Linked DNA regions of Gossypium hirsutum: region 2 is linked to region 1. Evidence: chromatin contacts called from public Hi-C data. All regions are on one chromosome and are shown on one strand. Each heading gives the region's core, a stretch centred on a gene start, on an enhancer-like site or on the middle of the called end of the contact. The rest is flanking DNA. Distances are from core to core; before and after follow the strand shown.

Region 1 (5,111 bases), core at 2,590-5,089:
TTGATAGTTTTGAGATGTTTCTGTCTCATTCTTCTTTGACCCAGGTTCCTCCTACAACAAAGATCAAGTTCTTTTGTACTTTTTTCTCCACTTCTCATTTCTAGAGATGTCATCACATGGCGCTATAGAATTGGAATCCAAATTTTCCTTAGTTAAATCACTTACTTCAATATTTATTAAAAAACTTGGGTGATTAGTCATGGTAGTGTTTTTAGTTTGAACAATATTAAAAAAAAAAAAAAACTTAAATCTTCATCTTTTGTCTCCTTAAATGGTGTAGACTCAAAAAGTGATATCCGTTGTGACAAATATCTTTTTTGAACCTGGATCATAACATTTGTATATTTTTTTATATAGAGCATAGCCTACAGAAACACATTTCCTAGCACGGGCATCTAACTTCACATGGTTTTGATCCTTTATATGAACAAAGGCAGTATAGCCAAACACTTTGAACGATAGATCTGAGGTCAACCTAGAAGTAGGAAAATAATCTTTTAGAACACTTAGAGGCGTATGAAAATTCAAGATTTCAGTAGGCATACGGTTTATCAAGTATGTAGCAATCAAAAGAGCTTCTCTCCTAAGATATTTAGGAACAAAATTAGTAAAGAAAATGACCTAATGACCTTCAAAAGGTGTTTATTTTTTCTTTGAACTATGCCATTTGCTGGGGTTTTCAGTGCATGAGCTTTGATCTACCATACCTTTCTCCAAGAAGAAATCCCATAATACCTGATTAAAATAATCTCTACCATTATCACTTTTAGAATTTTTTATATTTTCCTAAAGTTGTATCTCTATCATTGTGAAAAAATGATTAAAGACACCTTTTACTTCAGATTTATCCCTAAGTATGCCCAACTAAGTTGAGTATGATCATAAATAAAAGTAACAAACCATTTTTTCCCAGACATGGTCAAAACCCTAGGTGGCTCCTAAACATAACTAATTAGCATAATTGAACAGTGATATTTAGCCAATTCACAAATCTCACACTAAAATGAAGAGAGACTTTTTAAAAAAAAATTAGGAAGAAAATGTTTTAAATGATAAAAACTTGGATGTCCTAATCTATAATGCCAATGCATAATGTCGGACAAGGTATTATATGTGAGTGTTTGAATTTTGGTAAAATGTTGTAAATAAGTGTTTAGTTGTTGTGAGTAGTAAATTAGATATATATTTTTTTAATTCTTAATTTTTAAATAGTTAGTTACTGATAAGATTACTTAATTTGATAAGGTTTAAGGTGTGTATATATAAGAGATTGTAAAAGCATTTTTTTCAGTACTGAATGAAGAATTTCTATAGATAAATTTTCTACACAATATCAGATATCATTGGTTCTTTCCTGAGTAAATTCTTTTCCCTTCTAATTTCTTTTTTCTACTGGTAGAATTCCTATCCCTTTGTTCCTCTTCTTCCAAAGCCCTCTCTTTCCCTTTGCTATTACTATTCTAAGAAATTATGTTAAGTTCCACTGAAACTAGCCATGCCACGACACTACCATGATCCAACCCACTATAGTTTCAATCACTGAAGAGTTGCAAAACATTCGACCTGCTTATTGATTGAATGGTGAGAATCATATGAAATGGTCACAATTGGTTCGTACATTCTTGAAGAGTTGAGGGAAATTGAGTCACATGTTGGGCAAAGGCCACCCAAAAAAACCTAAATTCCAAGCATAGTATGAACAAGACTCCATGGTGATGTCCTGTTATAGAATTCGATGCTTCTAGAGATTAGTGATTCATGTATGTTTCTTCCTTTTGCCAAAGGAAATTTGGGATGCTATTAAGCAGACCTATTCCAAGATCAATGACGTTGCACAAATATATGAAATTAAGACAAACATTTCAGCAACCAAATAAAGGAATTGATCTGTTATAGGATATTTGAGTCTCTTGCAAGGTTTATTGTAGGAACTAGACCACTATCAAAGCATAAAGATGAGTTGTGGTGAGGATGTTGCAAGAACAGAGGGAGAAGATTAAGGTAGAGAAAATGAGCGCTAGTGGTACATTCAAACATAACTGGACAGATATCTATCAATCCATCTATCAGTTGCTTACCTTATACACATGTAATATTTTATCCTCTAAAATAAAATGTTAAATAATCAACAATTGCAGTATAGAAGCCTAGGTTGCAAATTCATCAAGAATGCATAAGAGAGTTTAGGTAAGAAAATGAGAAACATCGTCACTAAAAATTTAAGCAAACCTCATAATTAGTGATAACACCATTGTGAACAACCAAGAAGTCATTCCCAGAGCCAGAAGTCTGAGGATGACTATTCCTTGGAGCAGGCACCCCATGGGTAGCCCATCTGGTGTGTGCTATACCAGCATGGGTAGTAAAGGATTCCTCCAAGTTCAACTCTGTTGCAGCTACCTCTGAAAGTACCAAAACCACCATTAATTCAACCACTAAGCCTATGGAAACACAATTAAATAAATAAAAGTGGCCATTGGAGGCAAACAAGTCTTTTTCTTTTTCTTCTTCTTCTTCGTCTTCTTTCTAATATTCACATACTACAGATAAAGAACATAAGAGAACTACAGCTTTTTCACTCAAAATGAATTCTTCTCATAAAAAGTGATAATTAAATTGTGAGAAACAATTAAAATAACATTTTGATTCACTGATAAACAAGTCATATACTTCCATTATAAGATATGCTGCTGCAATGAATGTATAATATGTTCCAAGAATTATTAAAAATAAAAATACAAGTAAAAATAAATTGAACTATTTAATTAATTAACTTACATTTCAGCTTCAGCTAACCCCGTGGAAATTAAAGTAATAATAATTAACGATATGTATATGAAGGATCAACTTACACATTTACACATTTTCATAACTTTGTATATAATTAACAATTTTAACAATCCAACTGTTATACTTAATAGTCTATTCATGTAGATGAATTGAGCTTTGAGTAAATTACAAATTTATAACTATTTTTTGAATTGTAAAACATTCAACCCTTAAATATATACAAATAAAAGATAATATTTTCAATCAATGATACGGGAGAGATATATCAAATCCATTTTTAGAGTAGAATTACAATGATCGAATAGGTAAAATATAATTCATAAAAAGTGATGTATGTATATAAACTAATTACAATAAGAGCCTCCCTTCCTGCTCTTTACTTTTCCTTTAAGTTGCTACCACTACTGGACCCACCAAACCTGGTCTTGTAAGCCTAACTTGACCCGACTCGGCGCTGAGAAAAGGACGAATTTAATATAACCGATTAAGAAGCAAGTAGAACAAGGTTGTCTGCACAAGCCGACAGGTCGACACGGTTAAGTACTCAGGCTGAGTCCTTTTTTCTTAGAACCGAGAAAATCCGAAAAATCAGAACTCTGAAAGAGAAATCGAAGAGTTAATAGGTTACCTTGGTAAACGGATTTGACGAGGGACTCGATGTTGCCTTCCTGGCGGAAAACGAGAGGGGAAGAAGAAAGAGAATTGATGGAGGATGGTTGAGGGGTGTTTGGATTGCGAGAAACTGAGAAGTAGTCATCGATGGAAATTCCAGCGGAATCGTAGCCTCGATACTCGAGACGACGAAGGCCATTGAAGAGAACTTGAAGAATATACCTTCTTTCTCTGTTAACGTTGTAATTCAAATACGCAAATATTCCACACATTTCCTTTACTCAAATTTTCCAATTGGAGAAATAAATCAAAATTCTGAGGAAAGAAGGACAAAAATGTTCTGGGTTCTGATTCGATCTTTGTTCCCCTCAGTTTTTCTGGGAGAGATCAGATGCATATAATTTTGACTTTTGACTTTTGACTTTTGCTCTTTTGATTTTTTCTAAACTATCAAAACAGTTAACATTTTATCCAGTTATATTTTAATCATTTATTTTTAAAATATTACATTTTAATCATTTATATTATTACACTGAGTTATTAATTGTCGTTAATGGTACAAGATAAATTAACCAGACAGTTAAATAATTATTTAGAACAAAAATTTTAAGTTAATTTGTACAAATGGTCCCCTTATTTGTTCATTTTAAGTAATTTAATTTTTTTCTTTTATGTTTTTTAACTTTACTTTTTTTTTTATTTTCCATTATCTTTTGTTTTTCCTTCTGTTTTCTTACCTTTTTTTGCTGTTTTAACGTAGTTTTTCTATATTTTCTATTTGCTAAATCTAGTTCCTGTACTTTTATTTTTTTAAACAATTTAATTTTTTTTGAGTGAGGCGAGCTTGTAGACTAGTTTCAACAAATGAAAAACATAAAAAAGAACTACATTAAAGGAAATGAAGAATGGAGGAAAACAGAGGGAGAAGCAGAAGAGAATAAAAAAAATGAAAGTTAAAAAGAACATAAAAGAAAAATTAAATTACTCAAAATAAAAAAATATAGGAACCAATTGTAGAATTTAACATAAAATTTTTGTTCTAAATAATTATTTAACGTGTCACGTTAGCTTATCTTGTACCATTAACGGCAGTTAACGACTCAGTGCAATAATATAAGTGACTAAAATGTAACATTTTAAAAATAAATGGCTAAAATATAACTTGATAAAACATGCCACATTAGCTTACCATTACACTGTTAATGGCAATTAACGGCTTAGTGACTAAAACGTAACATTTCAAACATAAGTGACTAAAATATAACTTGAGGCAAATAAAAGTGATTATTTTGGGAGTTTACCCAAAAATAATTTGGGATTTTTTGATTAGCGGAAACGGCATAGTTGTTATTTTGTTCAGAAGTCAGGGTTAATTTTTTTCTTAACCTAGTAACCATTTTCGTTTTATCTATTTTTGGCAAATTGCCTCTGACAGTTCTGTGACAAGGGCTAAACTCTAGTCCATTTTTGGCAAACCGTTTTATATTAAACGCGCTCTTCTCCCATCTTTGTTTATTTTTTTTGGATCTATTAAAATAGTCACTTTTATTTACCTTAGTTTATATTTTAGTCACTTATGTTTAAAATATTACGTTTTAGTCACTAACGTTATCGTATTGTAACATTTTAGTCACTAAGTTGTTAATTATCGTTAACGGTGTAATGATAAGCTAATGTAGCACGCTAAATCATCATTTCAAACAAAAATT
Region 2 (4,738 bases), core at 685-3,184, 140 kb after region 1:
AAGAGAAATTAGTTACTTTTGTTCTTCAAATCATAAATTTAGATAGAACTTCAATGACAATAGTGTCTAGGATACTCCAAATCTGGGTCTTGCTGCAAGCAAAATATCGTTTTAACTCCGATCTTTCGTAACTTGTCAACGTCTTCAGGAGTCTGTTGATTTAAAGAGAAAGAAAAATTTTAACTTTGGGTGACCATTTAAGGGGAAATTTTCTACTATTATTCACTTAGAAATGAGAATTACCTGCAGACATGAGCCCACAATTAGGTCTGGACGGATAAAGTTGTAGTTCATTCCCAATTCATGCCTATAGGTCAAAACTGCAGAAAACCACATGAAGAAATGATTAAAAATGACTAAACAAAGAAAGCAACCAAACTATATAATACAGTGACCACCAAAGCAAGAATACCACTACACCAGAATATTGAGTTTTCATGTTGAGACTTCATATGAAGATCTGCCTGCTATTATGAGACATTACAGTAAGGTTTAGCTTATTTTTTGAATCTCGCATCAAAAGACATGAGTCTGAGCCCTGGACACGAAAAATGCACCTAAAAGCCATCCTCAAACTTAAAGCAAAAGCAACACACAAGTGAACTTACCAGCGCCCATAGCTTCTGTCATATCATGACTATATGTCTCAGATTTTTTCCCCTCTGAGTCAGAGTTACTCGTTTTCTCACTTGATGTGGAACCAGGAATTGCCTGTCAAAAAATAAATTAGCCAACAAATCTAGGTTCAAAGTCAATCAAGCAGCATGTTAAGCCGCATGCAGAGACACCTTTTTCATCATAATACCAATAATTCAATCATGTATGAACTACCAAAAAGTTATTGAACTTCCTGGTACATTTCGGTGCAACTGTCAAATGCTATACATGTTTTTAGAAAGAGTGTAGATCATTTTGGTTTAACGTGGTATATGATAAATGCAAATAAAAATTACTACATCCCCTGGTTTAAAATTTAATGCAGGTCAGTCTCAAGTTGCAACATTGGCATCGACATTTTATCATTTATGATTATGATTATGAAAAGAATCTCAAACATATACAGCAGCTTAATCAATTATTTTTACTTAAAAAGATCTTTCCGTAAACTTCGTATTTCCTACCATAAAAAGTTTCTAATAATGACTTGTAAGTGAAACATGTTATTTACCTTGTTCCAATGGAAGAATACCATCCATCCATCCATCCACAAATACTAAAGAGTAAAGTATCAAAACGCAAAAAACACATAATATCTTAATCCAAGAAGAAAAGTTAAGGAACTGTCTCTTTAGAAAACTACAACAAATAGAGCAAAACAACGAAAAGAAATATTAGAATCTACCGCAAAACAACAAATCCCTGATGCTAATACTAAAATTCTAACGAAAGCCCAGGAAACGAATCCGAAATTCACAGATAATTAAGTTACCTTAACTACCATACTCCGCGGTACATTACTCGAGTTCATCCCACCCTACATTAAATCACAAAATTCAACAAGCAAAGAACGAAAAGATAAATCCAGTGGATATCGCTAATATGGAATGATAAAACTATACAACAAATTCAGGGATAAAGAGGTAAAACCTGGAAATGTACCATCATGTTAAGGGAACAAGAAAGTAGTTTTCTTGGATTGCACTTGAAACCTTGAAATGGCAAGGCATAGGATCTGAAACTATTCCAAACAACAAACTTTTAGCAAGCTTTTTAGATTAGATTCTGAGACAAATAAAGATTGGATATTAAAAAGAATTGAAAAGAAAAGATTTTGATCAGACCTCGGAAGATTCTGAAGACAATTCATTGTGATGATCAGACGAGAAGAAAAAAGATCTTTGGAGATGACACCAAGAAAAAAATCTTAGTTACAGTTGTGATTTAGTTTTATTCAATTATTCATTTATTTTTGGTGGCTTTTATAGACAGTTTGTTGGTTTGGGAAATTTTAAAAAGAGTAATGATTTTTTAAAGAATCTCAAGTATGCCATTCGGACCGATCGGTCGGGTCCACATTCCTAGAATCGTAGATCTCCATCATTTATTTATGTGATAATGATTTGTTTTTTAATTTTTATAAAAAAAAATATTTTAATTTTTCATTTAATTTTTTATCTTTTTAAAATTTTTTTAATTTGTATTTTTTTGTCAAATCACTCAAAATGGAGAAAAAAATTTACGTTTTTTTAACTTTGTTGATGTGACATATAAGTGAATTATTAGGTGGATGACATGTTAATATTTAATTAATTTTAAAAATTAATTAAATTTTGGTGTGACAGTCCACGTGTCTTCTATGTCAGTAAAGTTAACTTTTCTATCTATTTTAAGGTAATTTAACATAATAAAAAAAACACAAATGGAAGGCTAAAATGACTTTTGTAAAGTTTGAGGGCCAAAAACTCTCATTATGCCTTTATTTATTATTGAGTTAAAGACGTTGCAATTTCATCCTCTAAGGTTACAAGTTTAGATAAAACGGGTTTGGTTCGATTTGAGTTAAGTTATGTTCCATACAGTCAAGTCTTTTCTATAAGAGTCGCAATATAGCTAAGTTTATTGTAAAATTCAGTTTTTTTTTAAAAATATTTTTCGTAGCCTTTCTATAAGATTCAGTATATGAAGACTTTGTTAAGTAAGTCTATATCTATTAACCGCAGTGTTGTCTAAAGGGGTTTGTCGAGGCTAAAAACACGATCCCTGATATGAATATTGAAAGAAAAGCCATGACCATTCCACCCTCTGAAGAGGAACTAAAGGAAGGTTATTACCCAGTGGGGTTCCCTGCATGTCCCACGATGATGATGGGCAAACCTCACATAACGTAAGTTAGGCAAATCTATATCGTAAACATGTTATGAAAGAAAAGCCTTTGTGGCGTAATATGAAAAAAAAAGTCTTTATGGCATTGTAATAGTCCAAATCTACCCGGGCCTTAAAACCAAAAAAATAATAAATGAATAAATAAATATTTATTTTAAAAGTCCATTAAATAGTCCGTGTACAAAAAAAACACTTAACCCCATAACCCATTATAGAGCCCAAACAGTTGCGGCCCAAACATTTAAGCTTCAAACCCGACAACCCATTACACCCAAGCCCAGATTTAAACACTCAGACCCATCTACGCCGGATGATCCAATATCCTTGACCTAAGGATACACGGGGCCCAAAAGGCCCAAAGCAGTAAACGGATCAGGAAACCCTAGGGTTTCCTGAGAAGTTAGGCGCCGCAAAGGGGGATTCTAGATGCTTTGAGGTTCCAAATGTCACGACTTTTCAGGTCCAATGGCCCAATCGTCGCCTTCATCAGTGCGCTGTGACTCCTCGACTTCGCCACCATGCATCGCGCCACCATCGGCGCCCGAATCACGCCAGAATTGTCATGCGCTACAATCCAACACTGGCCCCATCAGCGCGCAGTCATTGGTGCTCGAACGAAATCCTTGCGATTCGCCTGCAAGAAAAGGAAAGAAAATCACAACAGACATGCGAAGCGAATACGGAAAGAAATCAGAGATTTCTTTCCAAAACTTGTAGTGGTTTATCGAGGCTACAAAGCCTTCTTTTCAATCTGTAGAAAGGACTTACACAAGAAAAACTTACACACGCATAGAGAAAAAAAACACCAGAGAGATATACCAAAAATACTGTACACAGAATATTTTTGCAATAATACACCAGAGATTTTTACAGGAAACGAAGGTGATATATATATTTTTTATTTCTGTTTCATTCTCTTTATCACAAGTTCATGCATATAATACATTGAAAAATAGAGGAGAAAGATGTACCTTTAGATTCGTCGCAAAAAGCGAAGCTTTTCGGATCCCGACCACCGTGTGTGGCGGAGTTGGTGATGCGCATGGGGCTGAACACGGAGGTCCGATGAACGAAGCGGATCGGCCCAGGGCCGGAGCTCAGAGGTCTGGGAAATTTCAGAGGGTTTTTTTTGCTTTTTTACAGGGGGTTAAAATGATTTTTTTGAAGTTGAAGTTCGGATCATATAGGAGAAGGATGCGACGTCGTTTTGGGGTGACCGTTCAGTGACCAAAACGGTGTCGTTTCAATGCCTAAGATCCGCGCGTTGAACCGTGACCCGGGAAGGATCCGCGTGTTTCTGACAAAAGGGTTATTTGTGCAATTGATCCCTTCGTATTTTCAACATTTGCAATTTCATTTTATCGTATTTATAATTTGCTCCTAATATTTTATGCTTGTTTCAATTTATTCCTAAGAGCTTCTTTAAGGTTTATCCCAGGAACGACGTCGTTTTAAATAGGATGGTTTAATTACCCTATGAGTCCCTCACATTTTGCGTGCGTTTCTTTGGGGTCCCTAATTTATTTTATTTTTTTAAATTTTGCCCCTGTAGATTCTAAAAAATTTAAAATTAGCCCTATGTTTTATTTTTATAATGATTTATTTTATTTTCTTATATTATATGTTATAATTATTTTATTACATGTTATTTATTTTATATATTATTATTACATATTATGTATTATACATTTTATATATTTTTTTTATTATTTTATATTATTATTTATATACATATATTATTATCCTTAACTATTATATTTTATTAATTAATTACTTATATACTATATATTGTAATTTTAAACCTATATACTTTTATATTATATATTATATAATTATTTTATTTACTATGTATATTATTTATTTTATATATTTTTTAAAAATATTATATTTGTATTATATGTTTATTATATTATTA

The links. A called contact is a pair of places that touch in the nucleus more often than the background predicts.
Region 2: a contact with region 1 is called in a Hi-C map of leaf, with 2.7 times the contacts expected there. The contact joins the promoter of LOC107959510 here to the promoter of LOC107959503 in region 1. A contact is called at or near these places in 3 of 34 Hi-C or Micro-C datasets (all in leaf).

Annotation. Positions count from the first base shown.
Region 1 is chrA05:107,592,393-107,597,503 of Gossypium_hirsutum_v2.1, forward strand. It overlaps LOC107959503 (glutamine--fructose-6-phosphate aminotransferase [isomerizing] 2), which reads right to left and starts at 3,840. Exons shown (of 15, transcript XR_005927597.1): 1 at 3,419-3,840; 2 at 2,230-2,402.
Region 2 is chrA05:107,738,311-107,743,048 of Gossypium_hirsutum_v2.1, forward strand. It overlaps LOC107959510 (phosphoglucan phosphatase DSP4, amyloplastic), which reads right to left and starts at 1,935. Exons shown (of 14, transcript XM_016895581.2): 1 at 1,782-1,935; 2 at 1,588-1,672; 3 at 1,430-1,474; 4 at 609-711; 5 at 244-320; 6 at 76-152. The coding sequence starts at 1,807. LOC107959511 (a long non-coding RNA gene) reads right to left here and starts at 3,977. Exons shown (of 2, transcript XR_001700830.2): 1 at 3,795-3,977; 2 at 2,958-3,457.